2 separate regions of the Mus musculus genome follow, and region 1 is linked to region 2. A link is a contact called in public ChIA-PET data. All regions are on one chromosome and are shown on one strand. The core of a region is the stretch at or near the end of the contact, and the rest is flanking DNA. Distances in the headings are between cores, read along the strand shown.

The links. ChIA-PET counts read pairs in DNA pulled down with a chosen protein or histone mark.
Region 1: a contact with region 2 is called in an RNA polymerase II ChIA-PET map of memory CD8 T cells, with 114 read pairs. The contact joins the promoter of Pifo here to the enhancer-like site in region 2. A contact is called at or near these places in 20 of 39 promoter capture datasets (the 3T3-L1 cell line, the C10 cell line, the HPC-7 cell line and 12 more), 1 of 15 datasets of contacts at CTCF or cohesin (the NIH/3T3 cell line), 44 of 484 Hi-C or Micro-C datasets (the 3T3-L1 cell line, 3T3-L1-derived adipocytes, the AML12 cell line and 33 more), 9 of 115 datasets of contacts at active chromatin or transcription factors (T-cell acute lymphoblastic leukemia, bone marrow-derived dendritic cells, effector CD8 T cells and 5 more) and 3 of 9 other capture datasets (adipose tissue, liver and pancreatic islet).

The regions. Positions count from the first base shown.
Region 1 is chr3:106,000,178-106,002,877 of GRCm38.p6, forward strand. Pifo (primary cilia formation) reads right to left here and starts at 1,320. Exons shown (of 6, transcript NM_029604.3): 1 at 1,150-1,320; 2 at 921-1,066; 3 at 195-293. The coding sequence starts at 1,210.
Region 2 is chr3:106,461,456-106,464,155 of GRCm38.p6, forward strand. No RefSeq gene overlaps it. Among named protein-coding and RNA genes, the nearest start is that of 2010016I18Rik, 23 kb to the right of the region's middle. Within about 2 kb of position 1,261, at least 74 of the 459 cell types and tissues checked have an H3K27ac peak or open chromatin away from gene starts, as enhancers often do. A contact at or near this core is called in B cells, CD4 single positive thymocytes, CD8 T cells and 10 more, where this site is marked.

The sequences.
Region 1 (2,700 bases), core at 70-2,569, 460 kb before region 2:
TATCCTTTAACTGACAAGATAACGTGATGTATGTAGGTTCTCAATTTCAACTTTTGGTTATTAAAACCTTGCTTTGGATCCATTTCTTTAGTGAAGGGCTTTTCTCCCTGCTTCCCAATCATCTACCTGTGTTAATGTCTCAACATAAATTTATGTTGCCACATGATCCACCCAGAACAATCCCAGAACATTACCTTGCTGATTGGCTTAAACCTCACAGCTGTCCTGGCTCCAATAGCATAGCCTTTCGTACTGGTTGGGACTTTCGATAGATTATATGCCAAACCATTCCACTTCCAGTGGAAGGAAGAGAACGAAGGCGGGGTGGGGTGGGGGGTGGGGTGGGCGTGGGGTTGGGGTGGTGGTGGTGCGGTGGTGGGGTGGGGTGGAGAAAGAAGAAAAGCATCAGAATTAGTAACACAATCCTAGAACGGCCTTCAAAGTGGAGTGAATACAGAATGTGTAAACTTCTCTGCAAGACATGGCCTTCCCCCACCTTGTCTTGGTTCTTTTATAGTCAAAAGCATAGAGTTCAACAAATGACACAAGTGACTTTGCAAAGAGGTGTGGCTGGACAGACAAACACATGAATTTCTGTGTATCCCAATGGCTTCAGTCTTTAGAGCTGTCAACAACTGAATTTACTTTTATGGAAGAGTCAGCCTGAAGATTGTACTGACTGACAGCTCAAGAGGGCGCTGGAAGTGAAGACAGGGAAGGGATTATATGAAGACAAGCTTGCGTTTAGTGGGGGATGGAAAGTGGCGAACTATCGTAGTTTACACATAGGCTCTACAGCTTGTCTCATATTGGGACCCAGAAATTAAAGTTACACATAGAGCAGTTTTTCTCCCAGAACACCTATGCATCCTGCTGTAGACAGGAAACTGAGTCCCACCCAAGGGGAAGTGAATACTTACATCTGTTGCTGCTGCATAACACCCAGGGCCTGTGTGGGGCATTCCCCTAAGAGGGAGATACAGGTTCCCCAGCCAGGTTGGGGGATGGTAGTGAGGAAAGAGTTTCCTCGCTTGACGTGTTCCAAAGGAGTAATTATTCACCTTCCCTAAAGATCAAGAGAAGAAACTCCAGGTGAGCACGTGGGTGGAGGGAAGCATGGGGCAAGGGGACCGTGCTGCCAACTCTTACATTGTAAAGCAGGTGTAACTCCACGGAGCGGAGGAGCAACCGGTATTTCCTCCGTGTTCATCTCTCCTGCTCTTCTTACCCTTCTTCTGCTGTCTGCTCTGTAAATCTCTGCTACTCTCCTTACCTATTCTGCTGAAGCACATCCTGCAGGGTGCTAGGATTAGCTCTGTGTACTACGTTGCCAAGGGAACGGAACCGCGGAGAGCTCTGAGCGCGCCTGCGCAGCAGGTTGCTCAGGACACAGGTCAAGTTACATCTAAGCTTTGAGGCTCTTAACTCTAGAGGGTGGCACCAGCTAGGCACCAGGTGGAAGGGCTACATGGGTGAGTGTGTGGAAAACTTCTTTGGAAAAGTCCACGAAGAATACACTGCTGTAAAGGTAGGTCTATGGGGCTCAGATCACCCTAGGTCTGGACTCCGGGGACCAGAAAAGGAGAAAACTCTGTGCTGACAAGTGAGGAAGATTGTGCCTCTGAACGATGCCTGGAGCAGAGGACTGTGGGGCAGGTGGGTGTTGAGATTGCGCTGACAGCAAGGACCCCATCAGGTCCATTTTAGATCCGTTTTTCTTTTTCCTCAAGTCTGAGATCGTGTGTGTGTGTGTGTGTGTGTGTGTGTGTGTGTGTGTGTGTGTGTGTGTAGGGGTGCAGGGGTAGGAGAGCGCAGGAACGTGTGGGTAGGAGGCTTTCAAAAGCTAATGGCTCTCAGTGGAACACTAAGAGTGCATTTGCATTGTTGAAGAGCTTAATAATTTAACATTTTTGTAAGTCTCAGTATCCTCATAATTCTACTGACAGGTTTGCTGAGTGTTTTAAGGCTGTGGAAGCAAAACCACACAGTGTGTACTTCCTAGCAGTTGTCAACGTAAAAGGTTTTCATCACATAGATAACAGCCAACTAACCTTTGAGCTTTTTCATACTACTGAGAGAAAGAACATCAGAATGTTTGTTATTAAACTTTGTCCTGTGCAGAAACAAGAACTTTTCTCCCCTGTGTTTTAGGGTAGCTTTACGACTTGTCCAGGTATAGGAGGTAACAAGACACACTGTCTGGCCCATGCTGCTGTGTGTCTTCCTTCCTCCCTCCCTCCCTCCCTCCCTCCCTCCCTCCCTCCCTCCCTTCCTCCCTCCCCCCCCCTCTCTCCTTCCTTCCTTAGATTATTTTTTAGATTTTTTTATTAGATATTTTCTTTATTTACATCTAACCCTTTACTAGTTTTCCCTCTGAAAATCCCCTATCCCTTCCCTCCTCCCCTGCTCCCCAATCTACTCACTCCCATTCCTGGCCCTGGCATTCCCCTATACTGGGGTATAGAACCTTCACAGGACCAAAGGCCTCTCCTCCTATTGATGGCCAACTGGTCCATTCTCTGCTACATATGCAGCTAGAGCCACGAGTCCCACCATGTGTTTTCTTTGGTTGGTGGTTTAGTCCCTGGGAGCTCTGGGGGTACTGGTTGGTTCATATTGTTGTTCCTCCTATGGGACTGCAAACCCCTTCAGCTCCTTGGGTCCTTGATCTAGCTCCTTCATTGGGGACCCTGTGCTCCT
Region 2 (2,700 bases), core at 11-2,510:
CAGAATTTAAGTTTTGTTTGGAAACAGGAATACAGGAAGAAGGCTAAAGCAATCCTGGAAACTGGAGAAATGGCAGAAATTAAAATGAGAATGTTATGACACCCTCACAGTCAATAGGCATCACATTCTTCCCATTTCGCAGGGAAGGAGTTTCCCAAGAAGCTTTCAAATGGCAGGCCAGGATTTAGCTTCAGCAGTTCTTTTTTTGTTTTGGTTTGGTTTTTGGTTTGTTTTTTGTTTGTTTGTTTGTTTTTGTTTGTTTTTGTTTTTCGAGACAGGGTTACTCTGTATAGCCCTGGCTGTCCTGGAACTCACTTTGTAGACCAGGCTGGCCTCGAACTCAGAAATCTGCCTGCCTTTGCCTCCCGAGTGCTGGGATTAAAGGCGTGTGCCAGCCACCACGCCCGGCGCTTCAGCAGTTCTTGACCGAACACTTTGTGTTTCTTTTTGCAAAGCTTGCTCTCCCCTCCACCCCTAGTCAGCATGCAGCTCAAAGGCAGCATGGGATGCAGTTTGTTGATCATTCATAGTCCTTCTCACCTCTCCATCTCTGTCTTCAGAAAGATTCAAGTGAGGACTCACTTCTGGCGCAAACTGTTCCATCAGATGCAAAGACCGGAAGTCTCAAAAAGACCTTGAGGAGCAGACAACTTCCTCTGGTTAGTGCTGTGGTGAGCATTCCACCTCCTTCTCTAAAGCAAGCTACTAAATAACCTTGGCCCCCACTTGGTGCTCAGCCTCTTGCAGCAAGTCTCTACTTTCTTGACAAAAGGAGACTGGAAACTAAGACCTCTACAAAGCATAGCAATTTGCATTTGGTTTCCTCTGAGCATGGCAGACCAACACTGCACACCCACTCCCTATGCCTTTTTGTAAAAGCTGCATGTTCACATACACCCTGGGAACTTGGTGCTTGTGTTTTCTCACACTGCCTGCAGCTTGATTGCTACTCAGATCTCACATCCTTCATGTGGTCCAGCAGCTGCTGACTACTACTATATCCTGCTTCGTCTCACATGCAAGGACACTCGTGAGCTCTGTTGTGCAAACTAATATTTGTACTGGGATTATTTGGCAATAATATTAGCTCCAATAATCTTATTTAAGCCCTGCTCTTATCAACTATTTCCCTTGGCCTTTGTGATATCTGGGAGAGTCGTGTTGGGTATGAAAACCCTTTGGAGGGATGATTTCAGACAGGTTCATATGGTTCAGCCCCCTCCACCCATCAGCAAGGCACCCAGGAAATAACAAGCAGTGACGTAAAGATGTCTCAGAATAAGATGTAAAGATGTAAAGATAAAATATGGGGAAGGTTGACTCTTAGAAAATCGTGGAGCTGGAGAGATGGCCCAGTAGGTGAAGGTATTTATCACCAAACCTGACAGCCTTTGCTCAATCTCCAACCACTTGGTGGGAGGAAACAAAGAACTCCTAAAAATTGTCCTCGGACCTTCACATATGTACCTGTCATACATACATCCATATTCACCCATAAATAGCAATGGTAATTTTAAATTGTTAAAGTTTGTTGAGGAGGCTACAAGAGATTAGGGGTGGAGAAGATGGTTGAGGAGAATCTGCTAAAGCACTTTGAGAACACTAAAGTGACACCTAATATTTTGTATGCTAATTTAAAATTACATTTTAAAACGCTAAAATAAGTTATTTTTTTAAGTCTGATAAGAACAGCACTTAATGCTGAGGCTGTCCTTTATACATATCTTATTAGGATGTGTAGTTTCAAGAGTTCAGCTTACTCCGAAGGGCGTTCTCTCTCTGTGTCTCTCTGTCTGTCTCTCTGTCTGTCTCTCTGTCTCTGTCTCTCTCTCCTGTGTGTGTGTGTGTGTGTGTGTGTGTGTGTGTGTGTGTGTCTGTGTTTAGAACAGAGGACATATTTTGGTAGCTGGTACTTATTTCCATCTTGTTGAGGGTCTTTCAAGAATTCTAGTCTCTAAGCTAGCTGGCCCTGGTTTCTGCCTCTCATCTTGCCATGTGAGTGCTACATCTTAACATTTTTTTGTTTACGTGGGTTCCAGGGATCAAATTCAGGTTTTCATGTTTGTACAGCTAGAACTTTTAACTGTCTCTGGACCCCGAGTTTGGGGACAGGTATTGGTATTGGTACACTACCACCAATATGCTGTGCATCCTGAGAAGAGCTCAGGCTGGTCTCAAGCTCTCTATGGAGAGGGGAATGGTGTTTGAACTCCTGACTCTCCTCTTTTTACTTCCCAAGTGTTTGAATTAGTCATGTACTACCATAGCCTGTTCTTTCTTGTTTGTTTTTATTAATATGTGCTTAGGTGTGTCTGTGTGGAGGTATGCACTCATGAGTGCGGTGTCCATTGAATCAAGAAGTGGTCATCAGATCCCCTAAATCTGGAGTAACACATAGTTGAAAAGTGCCCAGTATGGATGCTTGGAACTGAACTCAGATTCTCTTCAAGAGGAACAAACATTCCTAACCACTCCACTGAGCAATCTCTCTGACCACTATTTCTTCTTTGTCAAGATAAGGTCTCATTTCATAGCCCAGGCTATCCTGGAACTCACTATCAAGAGCAGGCTAACCTCAAACTCATAACAATCCTCCTTTCTCAACCCCGAAAATGCTGTAATTACAAGTGTGAGCCACCACACCCATCACAGTCAATTGGCTTAACTTATGCTGCAGTGAAGAACTTCAGGACAAGTCAC